Regions from separate parts of the Bos taurus genome. Here region 2 is linked to region 1. Evidence: chromatin contacts called from public Hi-C data. All regions are on one chromosome and are shown on one strand. Each heading gives the region's core, a stretch centred on a gene start, on an enhancer-like site or on the middle of the called end of the contact. The rest is flanking DNA. Distances are from core to core; before and after follow the strand shown. Region 1 holds the start of WIPI1 (WD repeat domain, phosphoinositide interacting 1). Region 2 holds the start of LOC101907107.

Evidence for each region. Hi-C and Micro-C count contacts between places; a contact is called where the count stands out from the background.
Region 2: a contact with region 1 is called in a Hi-C map of liver, with 2.2 times the contacts expected there. The contact joins the promoter of LOC101907107 here to the promoter of WIPI1 in region 1. A contact is called at or near these places in 3 of 11 Hi-C or Micro-C datasets (liver, skin fibroblasts and an unstated tissue).

Annotation. Positions count from the first base shown.
Region 1 is chr19:61,750,771-61,755,570 of ARS-UCD2.0, forward strand. WIPI1 (WD repeat domain, phosphoinositide interacting 1) reads left to right here and starts at 1,731. Exons shown (of 13, transcript NM_001099040.1): 1 at 1,731-1,875. The coding sequence starts at 1,796.
Region 2 is chr19:61,981,806-61,987,163 of ARS-UCD2.0, forward strand. It overlaps LOC101907107, which reads right to left and starts at 1,810. Exons shown (of 3, transcript XM_059878366.1): 1 at 901-1,810; 2 at 1-297. The coding sequence starts at 1,675. The coding sequence ends at 98. It also overlaps a transcript of RGS9 not described here.

The DNA.
Region 1 (4,800 bases), core at 481-2,980:
TGCCTGAGCTGGGAGGTGAGCCGGAAATCAGTTCTGAGCTGAGAGGTTACAAGGATGATTCAGTTAAACCAGTAGCTGCCTCCCATACAACAATTTACACACCACCTCACATTCAACTAAAGAACAATCAACATCTGGCCATCTATGAGCTGAGCTATTTTTACATCAGCTGAGAGAAAGAATAATAGCACTGAAAGAAGAAACTATTATATTTGCATTTCAGAAAAACAAAACCAAAAGTCAACCAGAAAAGCTTAAGAGAAGAAGCCCACTTTGTTCACTGTTTCAAAAACTATATATAGCTTTGTCACATAATAGAAAAATTGAACTATGACAGTTTGAATGCTGTGGCAGGACAACAATAAAATACCATTTCATCTCAAAACTGGAAAAGCCTGAATTAAAAATTGATCAGTAATCATATAAAGCTAAAAACCAGCAGACCTGCTGATTCATAAGTTGTGTTGGTAATTCAATGGCAACATGTATTTAGGTTGGGAAGAGAGACCCTTTGTCAGGACTCACCTCCAATTACCTGAGTTTTTACTGTGCTGTCTACAAAACTCCATCCCTTTCATTAAAAACAGTGGGCTACACACATTTTCTTTCGGGATTTTTTTCAGCTACAGTTCAGACCGGTTTTGCCAAATAGTGTCTAGCAGAGTCGTTTGGTGTACGGGTCTTGAAATCAGGCAACTCCACATTTTACTATTTACTGTGTTATTTCAGACAGAACTGTATAGCAGTTCTCTGCTTCTGTTACAGCCTCTCTAAACTGGGCATAATCATACTTTCTTCACAAACTTTTATAAGAATTCAACGAGATAAAGCTCATTGTTAACACAGCTCTGGACCTGCGGTAAGAGTTGTAACGGCGGGAAAAGGGATGAGACAGCCCCTTATCTGTCCGGCCTCAGCACCCTTGCTAGAAACAGTTTCCAAGCAGCTCGAAGACTCCAGAAGAAGGTGGGGCCTTAGCGTCCAACGCGCGCCCCTAAACTGTCAGTTTAATAGCCAGGCGTCGGGTGGAGTGAGGCCGGCGCGCCGGTCCGTCTGCTTCGCCGCAACCGCGACGCAGACGCCGGACTGGACTCAGCCCGCAGGCCGAGCCCAGCTACCGGGTCTCTCCCTTCCCGCGCTCCGCCCCGCCGCCCCCGCAATGAAAACACCACCACGTGGCCTGAAGCCGTTGCGTCACTCTCCTCCACCCAATGGCAAGCTGTGCCTAGGAGCTGGGGGCGGGTCGCCAGCAGGGTGGGTCCGCCCACCGCCGTCGCCCGTTGGCTAATTGTGAGCCGCGCTGTGGCCTCTCCACCAATGGAGGCCGGCGGTGGGACTCCGCCCTCTCGGTGGCTGAGTCAGCTGGACCCGACGGAGGGCCGGGGCGGGACCAGGAGGGGCGGGGCGACGCCGGCCGGGGCGGGGCCTGGCTGGCCCGGGCGGGGATGAGGTGCCCCTGCCGGGGCGGGGCGAAGGTGGGGCCTGACGGGGCGGAGGCGGGGCCTGGCGGGCCCGGGGCGGGGCCTGGGTGGGCCCGGGCTGGGGTAGGGTGGCTCGGGTGGGCGGGGAAGGGGCGGGGCCTGTCAGGCCCGGGCGGGAATGAGGCGGCCAGGCCGGGGCCTGGCGGGGCGGGGCCTGGAGGGCTGGGGCGGGCCGGGGCGGGACCGGGGCGGGGCCGGGGCGGGGCGGGGCGGGGCGGGGCCGGGCGGGAGACCGGCCCGCGGGGCCGGCGCCAGCGGGCTGCTGAGGTGGCTGTCGCCCGCTCGGAGCCGCGGCTTCCCGGGTCGAGCCCCCGATGGAGGCCGAAGGCGCGGACGGCGCCTCGGGCGGGGCGGAGGCAGCGCTCAGCTGCTTCTCCTTCAACCAGGACTGCACGTAAGCCGGGCCGCCTGCCCCGCCGGGAGCTGGGGGAGAAAAGTCTCGATCGAGGGTGTCCAAGTCGGCGACTTGGACAGCGGGCGCCGGCCTGCGCCCCGGGGGCCTGGGCTTGACGGCCGGCGTGGCCCGGGCCGGTGCGGGTCCTCGGGCCGCCCCTCCTCCGGCGCGGGGCTGAGCTCCCCCGTTCCCCTGCCGGCAGGGAGCCAGGAGGGGCCGGCCGGGAGAAGGGGGGACAGAGCCCAGGGAGGGGGCGGAAGGAGGCTGGGAAAGGTGGGGAACCGGGGAGTGACCAAAGCGAGGGTCTGGGCAGGAGGGGCGGTGGTCAAGACAAAGGAGAGGGGAGCGGATGGGGAAGTTGCAAGTTGACCCTGGGCGAAATAGCTAGGGCCCAGGAAGATGGGGGTTCAGGAAAAACTTTCCCATTTGTCCTTGAGCATCTCAACGTGGCATCTGGGCAGGGCCAACGACCAGGAGGCAACCTATCCCCGAAGCCAGTCCAGCCTGATCCCAGCCCAGCCCAGCCTGGGCGCCTGCCTGCGGGCCGGATTGTCAGGAACCTTCCCATTGCCCCCAGTGTGTCTTCAGGAAGCCCACTTGGCCAGACAGAACTCCTCCTGGGAGTCCAGGAACCCTGTCCCCGGCCCAAGCTGTCCTCCGGGGGAACGTGACCTTCACTCTGTTGCTTCTTGAGTGGATTTTGAATGTCTCACCTTGATGTTCGCATTCGGACTTTGGCCAGTGAGCCAGGGGTTGCTGGACTGTGTTTGAAACATCTGGAGGAGTCAGTCCCTTAGAAGCAGAAGGCTGCTCCCTTTCCTCCTTTCGTGGGATTGTTAGACATCCCGGGGACCATATGGAATAACCTCTTTGGAATGTGCCACACAGCATCAGGCAGCGATGACCGGTCCCAGTCCCCCATTTCCTGCTGTACCAGTTTCTGTTGGGCTCCTTCGTGGAATTGCCTTCAGGCAGGTGTGCTGGCCGTCTGTGCCTGGACTGTGCTAATACTGAACATTCAGCGGTATCATTAAGGCCGTCATGTGCCATAAGCAGCCCTGGCCTTCCATGCCCTTTGTCTTCTCTTTAAAAACACCCCATGCCAAACAATATGCCTTTGTTCAAAAAAAACTGTATGTGTAATCATGTAAGCTGGTGGCCAGACAATTTGGTTCCATGAGTGACTTTCAAGCTTTCCTTGACCACAGCCCACAATAAGAAATACAGGTTACAACATTACCCAATATCTATCTATCTATCTATCTATATGCATACACACGGATATATTTATAATATACATTGTTTTTTAGTCGCTCAGTGGTGTCCCCTGACCCTTTTTGACCCCATGGACCCACCAGGCTCCTCTGTCCATGGGATTGCCCAGGCAAGAATACTGGAGTGGGTTGCCATTTCCTTCTCCAATATTATATACATAATATCAGTGAAAAGCAATTCACAGCTATTTACCCTTCCTATGTGCGCTACCTTCTGGAATCTGTATTTCTTTTCTTTTTTTTCTTTTAAGCCACTTATGACTCACTGAATTGTTTTCTCATGGTTTGAGACCAACAGTTTACAAAAATGATGGTCTAGATACCATTCTGATGTTTTGTAAGAAACATTTTGCAAGAGAGGGTGGCTGTTGAAATGCCTGGGTGTTTGCCTTCCCAATTGAACTCAGCTTCAGGAGGAGAGCAGGCTAAGGAGGAGAGTTCTTTCGCTTCTTAGCAGAAAGTGTTCTCAATTCTGCTTTGCAGCACTCTTTATTAGATGTTTTTAAGGGTGTTAATTTTTACTCTAGGTGAGTCCCAGCTTTCTATAGCAGTTGTAGAAGCATGTTATTTTCAAAACCATAGGGTGCTCGGGAAGTTAATTTCCGTAGTCTCTACGGCCAGTTCTGTTTTCTTGGATGAAGGCTCTGCTGGACAGCTCTATCTCACCTATAAATAAAACTTTTTGTCACAGTCAGTTGCTTTGAGCCTTAGAGGGTATGACATTGGATTTTAAAATAAGTCACACCCTTACCGAATACATTTAGGAGTGTAAGCTGTAAGTATAGGCCGAATTTGGGATCCATTATGTCAAGATAAGGGAGTAATGACAATTAAGCTTTACTAGTCGGCTTCACTCATACTTCATGCTTGGCCCTGTGCTAGACAATTTGGGTATATTTTTTCTCATTTCATTTGTGATATGTATTTGTCCCAAATCCCATTTTCATGAGAGGTGATGACAAAAATTTTTTTTTCCCTGAAAAGGTCTTATGAATAAAATAAAGTTTTAGACTGAATTCCTTGAGTTAGAGTTTTCTGTGACCGTTGATTAACCACTTAAAATACAGTAGTGGGATTTGCCTGGTGGCCCAGAGGCTAAGGCTCAGTGCTTGCGATGCAGAGGGCTCAGCTCGATCCCTGTCAGGGAATTAGATCCCGCATGCTGCAACTAAAGATCTGCCAAGCCACCAAGACCTGGCACAGCGAAATACATTGAAAAAAAAAAAAAAAAACGAAAGCACAGTAGTGATCACAGTGTCATTTCCCATATTTAAAATTCTTCTGGAGCAGAGCATATGTTTGAAAATGATTTTAAGTTGCCAGATCTTTTGATTACTATTTTAAGACTCTTAATTACAACTTCCCCCCCCTTACTTGAAAACCTTAGAAACCTTGGTTTGCAACTAAATGCACATATGAAAGGAAGTGAAGTGTAGTCACTGAGTCACGTCAGACTCTTTGCGACCCCATGGACTGCAGCCTGCCAGGCTCCTCTGTCCATGGAACTCTTCAGGCAAGAATACTGGGGTGGGTTGCCATTACCTAAAAAATCTTTGTAGGAAGAAGCTTTAAAAACAGCACTGGCTACAGAGTAGGTATGTTTTGAAGGTTTAGGATGCTGCTGGCCAGCGTTTCCAGTTGCTGTTTGTGG
Region 2 (5,358 bases), core at 560-3,059, 230 kb after region 1:
GAAGAGTTGGCTCTTTGGAACAGACCTTGATGCTGGGAAAGATTGAGGGCAGGAGAAGGGGCGGCAGAAGATGAGATGGTTGGATAGCATCACTGACTCAAAGGACATGAATTTGAGCAAACTCCTGGAGACAGCAGAGGACAGAGGAGCCTGGTGTGCTGTGGTCCATGGGGTTACAAAGAGTTGGACATGACTTAGTGACTGAACAATGAGTGTGGACTTCCTGGTGGCTCAGCAGTAAAAAATCCATCAGCAATGCAGGAGATGAAGGTTTGATCCCTGAGTTGGGAAGATCCCCTGGAGGAGAAAATGGCAACCCACTTCAGTATTCTTGCCTGAAGAATCCCATGGACAAAGGAGCCTGGGGGGGCGACAGTCTATGGAGTCGCAAGAGTCAGACATAGCATATGCGCGCGCGCGTGCACACACACACACACACACAGTGTGTGTATGTTAATTCCACATTCCTCATTTTATCCCTCCCCCCCCTTTCCCTTTTGGTAACCATCTTTGTTTTCTATGTCTATGAGTCGGTCTCTGTTTAGTAAATCAGGTTATTAGTATCACTCTTTTAGATTCCACATATGATATTTGCTAAATGCTTTTCATATGTATCAGCTCAGGTATCCTAAAACCAAAACCAAAATTCCCCTTCCCAAAGAAAAACTCACAAGGAGGGAGCAGCAATGGCACCACTGAGATGGGGAGAATGAAGCAGAGAAAGGTTACATAACTGGCTTGAGCACAGCGAGTGGCCATCTTGGGGTTCAGAGCCAGTCCACCTGGCAGGGGAGCTGCATTCCTCCCAGCTAACCACACTCCACTGCCGGTTCATCGGGTTATTCATTCTGTCCTCGCAGAGCCCGACACACAGACAGGTGTCACTTTCCATCCACTCACTTTTCTCCAGCGAGATGAGGAGACAGACGCTCAGAAAGTTCAAGCAGCTTGCTAAGGCCATGCAGGGAGCTGATGGCAGCCCAGCTAGGGATCCAAGTGCCGGGGCGCACTGTTCACGCCCCTGGGCCTTGGTGCTCGGTCCGAGCTCGCCCTGGACCACAGAGCATGCGGGCGCCCTGGACCACAGAGCATCCTGGCGCCCCGGGCGCACCTCACCTGCGGCGCCCCGGCCCGCCAGCCCGACACCGCCCCCTAGCGCCAGGTGGGCGCCAGCGCAGCGCTCGCCCGGGCGGGCGCGGCGCGCTGATTGGCCAGCGCGGATTCGGGCTCCCGGGGGCGCGGGTCGGGGGCGCGGCGGGCAGCCTCGCTCCGCCTGGGCTCGGGACCGCGGGCGCGCTCTCCGGGGGCTTCCCCTTCCGTCCCGTGCGTCCCGGTTCTGAGTCCCAGGGGCCAGGATGACTATCCGACACAAAGGCCAGCAGTGCAGGCCGAGGATGGCGTTTCTGCGGAAGGTGAGCGCAGTGCCATCCGCCGGGCCCGGGAGGGGCGCGGGGACCACCTCGGGGAAGTGCCGGCGGGGACGTGGGCTGGGCTGGGCTGGGGGCGGGCCTGGTGGGGTGGGGGGAGTCCTTTGTGGTCTTAGTAACCTCAGTGATCTAAGCTTCCACGCCGCCTCTTGGTCCATGTTGGAGTACACGGGCCCGGCTGTCCTGAGGATGTCTACACGCCACACTTGCTCCGAGAAGCTTCCAGTGACCCACGGGGGAACCTGCATAGGAATGCACCTGGCATTGCGCTCCTTTCTTTCCCTGGATCGGGCCCCCAGCCCTTACGGCCACTTCTGCGCATCAGACTGCCCACCGGACACTATAAAGATAGGTGTGACTAGTGTCCGCGTTTTACAGGGAAGGCGACTGAGGCGAGTGAGGACCAACACTGGAAGAACTGTCGGTGTGACACAACAGTCTCCTTACAACGGTAGGAACATGATGCAGTGTCTGCTGGGAAGGGGCTTCCGGTTCTACTCCAGGAGCCGGGGAGCACCGCGGAGAAGCGTGCCTTGAATGTGAGACCCAAGCATGCTACATCGGGCTCTGCTGGGCCCAGGAGAGGCAGAATGAAGACCCAGGGGATGCGTCTTGTCTGTAGGGAGCCCTCTCCTGTTGGTGGGAGCTCCCCCTGGCTGAGATCTCTGTGGAGAGTGTCAGCCACCTAATGTGAGAAGCATTGTGAGCAGTGGGGGGTGGGCGGGATGTTGAAGCCATCCCTTCTGATACTTTTGGTGACTGTCTGGATTCCTTGCAACATTTGCGGTCACACCTCGGTGAGCCGGAATCTGGGAGTGGTAGCGCCAGGGCTGCCTGAGGGGTCAGACAGGCCAATGATGACATCTTGTTACAGCTGGGAAGCTGTGGTCTGGTCATCTCTGTGTGTCTGCCTGTCTGTATGTTGTGGAAGGGGTCTTCAGGAGGGATGGCACAGGGCACAAAGGTGATGGGGGGCCCGGAGAAAGGCCGCAGCAGCAGCCCCTGTGGAGAGCTTTAAAGTCTAGGCGGGTTTCTGTTGTTGGTGGACAGTTTCTGTTTAAGAAAAGATCAAGATGGCTCTGAGATCCTAGGCGTCAGTCATATATATGTATAATTTTTTTTTTGCGCTTCGGATTGATAACTTTTTTATATTTTTTTGTTTATTTCCAGGTCTTAGTTGTGGCATGCGGAATCTTCTAGTTTGCATAGGAACTCTCTAGTGGAGGCATGTGGGATCTAGCTCCCTGATCAGGAGTGTCACACAGGATCAGGCCCCTGCATTGGGAGTGCAGAGTCTTAGCCACTGGACCACCTGGGAAGTCTCTGACTAGAACTTTTTAAAGGGAACCATTTAAGTAGTTCCTTTAGAGTTTGGTTGGCATGGGTGTGTCCTCTGGAGCCAGGTTATCTCTGTGGGAACTGTGTAGGTTTCTGGCCGTACAAGATGGAGGGGCAGACAAAGGAACAAGGACACAGTCATGTCTTGTTACTGTCGTCCTTTGACAGGTCTTGCTTGAAAGTGCAAGTTTAGTAACATACTATTAATAGTAAGTCACTTCAAAGCTCCCCTTGATAGAGGTTTGGGCCAAAACTGCCTCATTGATTCTGTTGTTATTTCAGTATCTACATCATCGTGAATAAAGCTGAAGAGGTTCCTTGTACCCAATTTTATTCTATAATGTTAGGGCAAGTTTCCAGTGAAAGTTACTTCATGCACACATACAACAGTTCTTGAGTGTTTCTTAGCAACCTTCTATTTATCAGAGGAAATGTTAATCATGTTTTACTAAAGTAGGTCCTTGAACAAATTTCCGAGGTTTGTCATTAAGAAGCCCTGAATTGTTGAATTTCCACTTGGAACAATTTGTATTTTTTCCATGTAATTGTTTCTATATTTTATAAATAATTCATTGATAACACTGGCTCAATGATGTTGAGACGGTATCTATTCATGATATATGTAGGAGGAAGGGCAAGGAGGGTCCACTTCCTTCTCCAAATGTTAACGGCTCGTAGTACTTCATTATTTATGGACTGATTTCTCAATCGTCTGTAAAACTGAAACCATCCTACGGAAATCCAGTCAGATGATTTTCAAAACAGGGGTTTCAAAATGTCGTTTGAGAAGTGAGAGTGACTCTTGCACAGGTCTGTACTCAGGTGAATGATTTATGTCAGTGTCCCCAAAAGTGTGTTCTGGGAAAAAAACACCAGTTGGTGGTGGGGAGAGAGGTGGCTATTAACAGGGTGTTACCCCGAAGTCTCTGAGGTCAAATGCTTGAAAACCACTCAGCTAAACAAAGTCAGCTGAGCTCCATTACTGCAGAGCTTCTCAGAACAGTTTAATATTCTATCAGTAACTGTGGCAAGAGACTGGAGCTCAGATCCCAAACTTACTTGTCCATCTTTTATTGTCCCCTCAGGAACACACTGTGTGAAAGCTTCTTTATGTGAAATATTCCCCAATGCAGCCTGACAGTGTCAGAGAAGGTGAATCTGGTTCACTGAAGAATGCATGCCACAGTAGTCACACGCAGCACGACAGGGTCCCATACAGGAGGCCAGGGTCACACAGGACAGGGTCAGAGTAGGACAGGGTCTCATAGGAGGACAGGGTCTCACAGTAGGGCAGGGTCACATACAGGAGAGGGGCACATACAGGACAGGGTCACACAGTAGGACAGGGTCCCATACAGGAGGCCAGGATGACACAGTAGGACAGGGTCACACACAGGGCAGGGTCAGAGTAGGGTAGGGTCTCACAGTAGGGCAGGGTCTCACAGTAGGATAGGGTCACACACAGGACAGTGTCACACAGTAGGTCAGGGTCACACAGTAGGTCAGGGTCACACACAGGACAGGGTCACACACAGGACAGGGTCACACAGTAGGTCAGGGTCACACACAGGACAGGGTCAGAGGAGGGCAGGGTCTCACAGGAGGACAGGGTCACATACAGGAGGCCAGGATGACACAGTAGGACAGGGTCACACACAGGGCAGGGTCAGAGTAGGGTAGGGTCTCACAGTAGCGCAGGGTCTCACAGTAGGACAGGGTCACACAGTAGGTCAGGGTCACACAGTAGGTCAGGGTCACACACAGGACAGGGTCAGAGGAGGGCAGGGTCTCACAGGAGGACAGGGTCACATACAGGAGGCCAGGATGACACAGTAGGACAGGGTCACACACAGGGCAGGGTCAGAGTAGGGCAGGGTCTCACAGTAGGACAGGGTCACACACAGGACAGGGTCACATACAGGACAGTGTCACACAGTAGGTCAGGGTCACACACAGGACAGGGTCACATACGGGACAGTGTCACACAGTAGGTCAGGGTCACACACAGGACAGGGTCAGAGGAGGGCAGGGCCTCACACTAGGACAGGGTCAGAGGAGGGCAGGGTCTCACAGTAGGTCAGGGTCACACACAAGGCAGGGTCACATACAGGACAAGGTCAGAGTCGGGCAGGGTCTCACAGGCGGACAGGGTCACATACAGGAGGCCAGGATGACACAGGAGGACAGGGTCCCACACAGGACAGGGTCTCACAGTAGGACAGGGTCACACAGTACGTCAGGGTCACACACAGGGCAGGGTCAGAGTAGGACAGGGTCTCACAGTAGGTCAGGGTCACACACAGGACAGGGTCAGAGGAGGGCAGGGTCACACAGGAGGTCAGGATCACATACAGGGCAGGGTCCCACACAGGACAGGGTCAGAGTAGGACAGGGTCTCACAGTAGATCAGGGTCACACAGTAGGTCAGGGTCACATACAGGACAGGGTCAGAGTAGGGCAGGGTCTCACAGGAGGACAGGGTCTCACAGTAGGACAGGGTCACACACAGGACAGTGTCACACAGTAGGTCAGGGTCACACACAGGGCAGGGTCACATACAGGACAAGGTCAGAGTCGGGCAGGGTCTCACAGG